2 separate regions of the Cricetulus griseus genome follow, and region 1 is linked to region 2. The links are chromatin contacts, called in public Micro-C maps. All regions are on one chromosome and are shown on one strand. The core of a region is the stretch at or near the end of the contact, and the rest is flanking DNA. Distances in the headings are between cores, read along the strand shown.

The links. A called contact is a pair of places that touch in the nucleus more often than the background predicts.
Region 1: a Micro-C map of the CHO-K1 cell line shows a contact between it and region 2, with 2.0 times the contacts expected there. The contact joins two enhancer-like sites. A contact is called at or near these places in 3 of 8 Hi-C or Micro-C datasets (the CHO-K1 cell line and fibroblasts).

What each region holds. Positions count from the first base shown.
Region 1 is chr4:205,394,033-205,398,678 of CriGri-PICRH-1.0, reverse strand. No RefSeq gene overlaps it. Among named protein-coding and RNA genes, the nearest start is that of Pxylp1, 73 kb to the left of the region's middle. Within about 2 kb of position 1,333, at least 1 of the 6 cell types and tissues checked has open chromatin away from gene starts, as enhancers often do. A contact at or near this core is called in the CHO-K1 cell line, where this site is marked.
Region 2 is chr4:205,347,253-205,351,500 of CriGri-PICRH-1.0, reverse strand. No RefSeq gene overlaps it. Among named protein-coding and RNA genes, the nearest start is that of Zbtb38, 74 kb to the right of the region's middle. Within about 2 kb of position 2,645, at least 2 of the 6 cell types and tissues checked have open chromatin away from gene starts, as enhancers often do. A contact at or near this core is called in the CHO-K1 cell line, where this site is marked.

The DNA of each region.
Region 1 (4,646 bases), core at 84-2,583, 48 kb before region 2:
TATCTATATCTATATGTATTTGCTTTGTGTATAAGGACATGTGCCTAGTGTATATATGGACACCACAGGCACACGTCAGCTGAGGCCAGAAGGACACATTGGATTCCCCTCTACTGTAGCAGGAGTTACAGGTATTTGTAAGCTACATGATATGGGTCCTTGGCAAGAGCCTTAAGAACTGTTAACCTCCAAGCCATCTCTGCACTCTCAATGTTTATTTGTTAACTATTCACAGCAGAGTCAATGGGCATGTAGTAAAATAATAAAGATTGTCTGGAGGTACAGTTCAGTGGTGACAGGCTTACCCAGTCAGCCCTGGCAGATATCTATCTTCACTTACATCATATCTATCTATCTATCTATCTATCTATCTATCTATCTATCTATATGTAGATATAGATATAGATATAGATATAGATATAGATATAGATATAGATATAGATCCCATGATGATTACAATCCCACCACTGGGTTCCTTCTTGGAATTGTTTTGTTTTTACCACAGTGTCAGTATATAACTATCTATATGTTTCTGCAGCCCAAAGGATCTCATTCCAAAACTCAAAAGTTAAAAGATGGGACAATTGTACTACAAGACTTGAGCCCTAGACAAGAGGGAGGGAACCTGCCTAATGGTCAAGGGCAAATTCTGTTCTTGTGTCCTGTGGGAGACAGCAGTTCCAGAGTGAACTCACTTCGATGCAGGGGTTCCAGTCAATTCCTGCCACACAGGACCCAGGTCTTTCTCTACAACCAACAGAGAATAGAGTGTTACAATACACTTGGGCAGAGACTGTGCCTCCCAACAGTGGAGCCATTTATGGAAGATGGATGGTCATCCTTCAGTTCCCCACAACCACAGAGCTCCTGAAGGAGTGGAAGCAGGAGAGTAAGGCGGTCTAGAAGGCCTCTCTGCAAAGGATCCAGAATTACCACAGGAGGAAAAATCAGCTGGCCAAAAGGAAAGCCTGGAAACTCCCCGCCTGAGGCTGACTAAATCCAGCCACTGGCCCTGGTGCAGAAACACCCAAGTGTTTGAAGGTGACCTATGAATCATTACAGTACCAAAAGGCAAATCCCGGAGACTTCAGATTCTGATGAGACCATTGGATGACTAACATTATATTTCAAGCTTAAATTACAGTGCTTAAGAGATCTATAAAACAAAAAAATGCCTCTAATCTGTAAGCCTCATTTGCCCAAGGACCGATGACATCCTAGAATGCTGGGGCTGTTGCTCCTACAAGCCACATGTTTTCACTTCTGTAAACGAGGTTGGTTGACCCAACTGCACAGGGTGTGCCTGGTCACATGTAGGCAGGAGGTACTTAGGCAGGAAGTACATCAGGATGTATGCTTGCCCATGATTGGATGAAGGTGGGCTTTGCCTTTATAAGCCTTTATAAACACGGGTTAATGTTAATTTGCAGACATTCTCTGGGACATTGGATCTGGCCAGTGTCCATCTTTCTGGCCAGTATTTAATAAATCTTTCTTCAATTTGACTCAAAAATTGCCATAATGGTCCTATCCTCTCCTGGAGGGCTTAACAACGTGCCATGTATGAAGCTGCAGGAAGAACTACACGTTCCGGAGTATTACAGTAATGAATGGAAACCACCCCTAGATGGAGACATGCCCTTGTCTTCTCCCATAAGAGTTCATCTGAGGTCCTGCCCGAGATGTCTTTATTACATTCCTCCACTCAAGGCTTAGGGATCTATATGGAAAAAGAGGCTGAAAGACTTTAAGAGCCAGAGGTGGTGGACAGCTCTAAGGAAACAGCATTTTCTAAGGAAACAGAGACTGCAACAGCATGCACAGGAACTGCACAAGCTCAAGCCAGACAAGTCCCAGTGTGGAGAAAGGGAAGTGGCACAAAGTCCCACCCGGAACCAAGAAGCCGTTTGCGACTGATAGCTGCTGCAAGAGGAAAAAAAAAATCAGTTTTCTCCAATCGAGTGACACTGGGTATATCAACCACTCCAAGACAGGCCTCATGTTCAAGAGTAATTGACAATACAAAATGGAGTCTCTCTCTCTCTCTCTCTCTCTCTCTCTCTCTCTCTCTCTCTCTCTCTCTCTGTGTGTGTGTGTGTGTGTGTGTACTCTGTGTTTTAAGACAGAAAGAATATGAAATAAGGAAGGGAAGGATTTAAGGAAGGAGAAAGAATAAGATCAAAATGTATTGTATGAAAAAAAGTTTAATTAAAAAAATAAATAAAAGTAAAAGAGTTATCCCAGTGGGGTAGGTTAAGGACCTGGCTGCAGTTGGTCTTTTTTGTCAGGACAGTTGGATCCCCAATAATGACGTGGAGATTTATTAGTCATGAAAGCTCCGCTGATAGCTTAAGCTTGTTTCTAACTAGCTCTTATAATTTAATTTCCATTTCTATTCATTTACTTTCAGCCTTGTGTCTTTATTACTTCATCTCCATAGTGCCCATCCTGCTTGGTCTGCATAACCTGGCATATCCGACTTCTTCATCGTCTGTCCTCTACCTGGAAATCCTGCCTAGCTATTGGCCGTTCAGCTTTTTATTAGCCCACATTTTCACAGTATGCAAGAAGATGATTCCACAACACCTGGTTAAGAAACCACCCCTAGGAAGATGGCTTCACCTGAATACAGTACTTTTCCTTCCCAGGATTCCCACCACCTTGTGCAGTTCCTACCATCCACCCTAAAGCTTGGCTGGGTCTGCCTGCCTGTCCGAGTCCTGACTCAAAGGGCAAAACTTTCCCTTTTTCTTCTCTGTTAGATGCTGTTTGGAGCCTGTTACACTCTGGGACTTGGCCTTGCTCCTCTCTCCATCATGTGATGGCCTGCCTATAACTGACCTGCATGCTGGCTTATCGCAAAGGCTTGGCTTCTTTTCACTTCTGTCTTCATTTTCTTTCTCTAGACAGCTGCAAGAGTTAAGCCTGCCCTGGGGTTTTTCTTTTCAAACTCTGATAAACTGCCTTTAAACATCTGTTTGAGTCCATTCTTAATGTCTTTTAATAATGAGACTGAGGTCCCTGAGAGGGGACCCGAATTTCCCTGCTATCATATTGTGGCTCCACCAGGACATTCCAGCCACACTTTCCCCATTGCCTTTTAGTTCTTTAATCTACAGAGAAGATGAACCTGTTTCTTTGCCCCTAGATGGCATCAACAGCATGTGCAGGAAAGCCTGTATTGTGCGAATGCCCCCAAAGCCCCTGCTTTATGACTTAAGAATCACAATTCTTCATGTAGCAGAGTTCAGTGAACTACTGAACCCTCCTTTGGTCAGACCTGCTTCCTCCCTTGGAAGTGTTTTTTTGTTTGTTTGTTTTGTTTTGTTTTGTTTTAATTCTTTTGAGACAGGATTTCTCTGTGTAACAGCCCTGGTTGTCCTGGAGTTTGCTTTGTAGACCAGGCTAGCCTTGAACTCACAGAGATCCACCTGCCTCTGCCTCCCAAGTGCTGGGGTTAAAGGTGTGCACCACCACCACCCAGCTTTGGAAGTGTATCTTAATAAACCTCTTCTGCTGCAACTGTGTGTCTCTGTTTGTTCAGTTCTTTGTTCAAGAACATGAAAGCCATTTGGGGGTGCCCACTGAACCCTAACATGAACATTAGTAGAATACTTCTAGAAATCTAGTATTAGGTTTGGATGAGGTGGGCATGAATTTCTGAAGATCAGTGTACTGGCTAATTTTATGGAAACTTGACCCAAGGTATAGTCATCTGAAAAGAGGGATGCTCAAGAAAATGCCTCCATAAAACCCAGCTGTAGGGCATTTTCTTAATTAGTGATTGATGGGGGAGGCCCCAGCCCATTATGGGTTGGTGGTCCTGGGTCCTATAATAAGGCAGCTGGCTGAGCAAGCCATGTTGAGCAAGACAATAAGCAACACACCTCCATGGCCTCTGCATCAGCTCCTGCCTCCAGGTTCTTGTGCTGCTTGAATCCCTGTCCTGACTTGTTTCAGTGATGAACTGTGTGTACTGACTGGTTTTATGTGTCAACTTGAAACAAGCTAGAGTCATCAGAGAGGAAGGAGCCTCAGCTGAGAAAATGCCTCCCTGAGATCCAACTGTAAGGCATTTTTCTCAATTGGTGACCAATGGAGGAGGGCCCAGCTCATTGTGGGTGGTGCCACCCCTGGGCTGGTGGTCCTGAGTTTTATAAGAAAGCAGGTTGAGCAAACCATGAGAGGCCAGCCAGTAAGTAGCACCCCTTCATGGCCTCTGTATCAGCTCCTGCCTCCAGGTTCCTGCCATGCTTGAGTTCCTGTCATGATTTCCTTCAGTGATGAACAGCAATGTGGAAGCATAAGTCAAATAAACCTTTTCCTTCCCAAGTTGCTTTGATCATGGTGTTTTAACACAGCAATAGTAACCCTAACTAAGACAACTAAGGAGTTTATAGAAAAGTCATTAATGCCATGTGCAGACAGACAAAGGGCAATAGTATGGTGGGAGCTCTGAGGAGAGGTCAGGCCCTAGCTCTAGAGTCAGACAACATGGTGGGGTCTCTGAAGGGAATCAGAGTCCACTTGGAAAAAAAGGGAGTCTTTTCTCTCACCTTTTGAGGATGAGGGGAAGTTTACAGCAGGAACTTGCAGGCAGGCTCTCTGATTCCCAGCCAGGAGGAAAAGAAGAGGGTGGGGAGTGG
Region 2 (4,248 bases), core at 1,396-3,895:
CTCTCCATCGACTTAGTGTACTGACTTTCGTGCCTAGAATTCCTCCCCCCAACCCCCGCGCGCCCTTTGTTACAAGATGCTGTTGCTCTCCAAGGCATCATCCCTTAATATAACTGATTACAGAAACATGCATCTGAAGAGACGGATTTTTTTTCCCCCTCCACAATAGACTTCCTATTGTGTGCCCCTGTTCTGGACCACAATGCATTTCTCTGCCTTGGCTCAAGGACAGAATGAGAAAGTACATCTCTGCCATTGTCAGTTGCTATGAACTCTGCCAGCAAGAAAGAAAGGAGACTGAGCACAACCCCAGAGAAAGGCACCCTTTCCTGAAGACGGACATTGCTAATGGAGTCAAATGGCACAGTGGAGACAAGAGAATGAAGGCCAAGGAAAACATGATACTATGTACGTTATAGGTAACCTTCACATGCTGTAGTACCAGAGGAGAAGACAGGGACGGATGGCCAGAGCACAGGGACTCTTAGAACCAAGCATGGGAAAGCAGTTTGGCGCCAGGATCAATGAGGGATGCTTTACAGGAAGTAAACTTACTTAAACAATCGAAATGTGGGTTTCCCTCTCACTGCCATCAGTCACAATCGTAAAGTATAAAAAAAGTGGAGCAAAATAAATACAACCATAAAAATTCCTTTCCAAATTATAAATACATTTGCTTAACCTGAAAAGTCAAACGGATGAAACCTGGAATTCACAAAGGGAAGTAACTGCATACACACTTAATATATAGCCAATTTGAATATCTGTATTACACTTAAAGTCAAAAAAAGGTCAATGACAGGGTACAGAAAGGATATATTTGCAATAGATATTGCACGTGCACCCAAATATTCTTAATATTAAAACAAACCTACAAATTGATATGAGACAAACAAGTCCACAGAAAAATAGTTAAAGGATAATGGGCAAAAAAGAAGATCCAAGTGATCTCTAAACTTACAAAAAATAAAATAAAACTGTTCAAATTCGTCTGTGCTAACATATGGTTAGAGCTTCTAGTTCAAATTCTCCTATGACATTAATACATGGTGAGGGCTTCCTGATCCAGGCACTTTCCTTACATGTATAGGAACTCACTTAATTCCCACAGCAGTTCTCACGGGAAGGACTTCTATATTTATTTGTTTGTTTGTTTGTTTTGTAATATTTTTTTTGAGACAGGGTTTCTCTGTGTAGTCCTAGATGTCCTGGAACCCACTTTGTAGACCAGACTGGCCTTGAACTCACAGAGATCCACACCTGCCTCTGCCTCTGGAGTGCTGAGGTTAAAGGCCTGTGCCACCACCGCTCCACTGGGCGGGGGGGGGGGGGGGGGCTTTTGTTATCTCCACTTGACAGGTATGAAAAGTACTGGAACTCTCAGCAGTGAAAATGTAACCAAGCCGTTAGTTGGCAGGCAACAGATTCAACATCAGTGAATTTGGCTTCAGAGTCTGTGTTCTAAAATACTAAACATAAATCTAGTCAGATAATATTCAATGGCATCTAAAATGAGAGGCAAGACTTTTCCGTGTGGCATTTTAGTATAGTTCAATTTAACAAACTCTCAAGGATGCTAACATTGATTATGGAAAGAGATGAAAAAATAGAAGTTCTCTTATTATATTGCTGTTATTTGAGAGTGCGGATTACTGTGTTACATTTGGATCTTTAACAATTCTAATACAAGTTTGTAAGAGGTTTCTGTTGTTGTTGCTTGTTTTAGTTTGGTTTTGGATTTTCAAGACAGGGTTTCTCTGTGTAGCCCTGACTGTCCTGGAACTTGCTCCATAGACCAGGCTGGCCTTGAACTCAGAGATTGGCCTGCCTCTGCCTCCCAAGTGCTGGGATTAAAGGTGTGTGCCACCATTGCCCCACTGTTTGTAAGAGTTAATAAAAAGATATCGAATGCTCAGCTGGAGCCTTCATAAACTAGGAAGAACCCATAGGTCTCAGGCAGGGCACATCACCTCCTGGCCAGGATTCCTCCACATCAGCACCACTGACATCCTGGGTCTCTGAATGTTGTCAAACATTGCAGGGGACAAAAATCACCTCTGCTTGAACCTCAGTTTCTCATCAGGGAAGAGAAACCCAGAGCCCTCTGCCCTGTTCAGTGTGGAGGCTGTGATCTGTTTATACAGGCTATTTTCACCAAAGCCACTAGAGGGGAGACTGCTATACAATGAACAAAAATAGAAGAAGAAGAAAAAAAAAAAAAAAAGGCAGGGGGCAGGGGCTTAGTCTTCCCCTGGGCTTTGACTGGTTTCTGCTTCCCTCACAGCTCTGGCTTTAAATGGTCTTTGATGTTGGGAGTGGTAACCCTTAACCTCGAGGCACGAAGCGTTGTCTGTCTGGTGTTTCCAGACATGGTGGGGAGAACAAAATGGTATTGGCTTTTTAAAACATTCTTCCTAAGGCAGCCAGATGAATCACCCTTCTAAAAAGAGAAGAATTTTCGGGAGGGGAGCCGGTGGAACATCTAGGCTGGGAGGAAAGACTCTAGTTCTCTTCTTGATTCTAACAATTCCAGGCTGTGTGAGATCCTCAGCCTCTCTGGTTTTACGTGTAACAGAGCCGGGGGACACGGAGTCTAATACATTCAGTAACTTGTCAAAGGTCGCCTGTGTGGTCAAATAGGAATTTGAATCTGAGTCATCTGCTTCTTGGGGTAGCTGAGAGAGTAAAGTGAGACAGGGTGTGTTAGAGTCTCAGAAGATAGAGTTCAGTATAAAGCTGTGTACACACTGTGGCAATGAGGAACTGGCTGAGAGATGCCCTGGGAGGAGGGTAGCGTCTCCTGGTCCTTCACTCTTGGTGACTCCATCCCTGATGTTCATGATGGGAGCAGCAGGTGTCCTCCAAGCTCACTTGTATGAGTTACTTACAGGGCTAATAGAAGAAAAGGATCTATTCCAACACCTCCATCTCTTAATCACTTTTAAACCCTGAATTATCATAGTAGGAAACCCGTTCTCCAGAGACAGACCCAGCCCCTAGTATACCGTAAAGCAGAAACAATTGTTCTGCTGCTGATAGATGTTAACATTTCTGTCCTCCTTTCTTTTACACCATCACCAAAGACCAATGTTGACCCACTAAATAATGGCTGCTGCCCTGCAGCATTAAAAGCCTGGCACTGTCAGGAACGGTGACACATTCCTCTAATAGCAGCTCCAGTGGGTAGAGGAAGGGGACATGAGGCTAGCCTGGGATTCATAGGGAGATTCAAATTTTAAAAGCTAAGGGCTAGGGATGCGACTAAAGAATAAGCCTTTGTCTAGCATGTTGTAAGGCCCAGGGTGTCAAGTCTGTGGAAGACAGGAAGGAGCATGAAGTCATCACACTGATCAGGGAGCAGGCAGGAGACATGGTCCCACAAGTTACTCAGGGAGTCCCAGAGATTAACTTGTTTCAGTTTCTCAGGGGCTGATTTTGGAGGGGGCACGATTCAAGGACAATTCCACATTTGAAACCCCCAAATATAAGGGGAGCCTGTGGGCAGTAGCTCCTAGACTGCATCCAAACCCCACAGCATTAACAGGAAGGACGGGCACAATATACTATAGAAATCCAAATACAGAAATCAAAGTCCACCACTTATTGGTGCTTGTTGTATAGCATGTCAGACGTTGCACTAAGCACTTACATGCTGGTTGTCATGAACTACGTTGGAGGGCATTTGATTTTCTTCTTGCTGCCTGATAAAGAGGTCTGGCTTTTCCACTCTAGCTTCTCCTGCCCCGTGAGCAAAGGAACTGGACAGGAGCAGAACCAGAGAAACACTGGCTAGGACTGGACTGGAATGGGGCGCTTCAGAAGAAGCTTGGAAAAAACACAGCTGGAGCTCTGGGGACCAGAGAAGACTACCAAGGAGCACCACGGCGCTCTGCACAACATGTAAGGTCTAAGATGCCACGCGATAAATGCAGGTGTAGATTAAAAATTAATGTCCGATTTGGGGATGTGAGTGTGATGTGGCTGTGATGCCTGTTAGCACACTGATTGTCACAGTTGAATCCACAATTTGACTGACTATGTAGGTGCACCACCCGCCATACCCAACATCCTATGTGTGTGTCCCTCGAGAAGTTTCCTGTTGGTTGAAGAGAACAACCCTCCCTGATAGAGACCATTCTTTGGTCAAGGGTATACAAGTAGCCATACTCCCTAGTAAGAGCCTCCAAACAAGCCCTCAAGGTCCATGTGTAGGTCACAGGAAGGTAAGCTTCCAAGACTCCAGACACA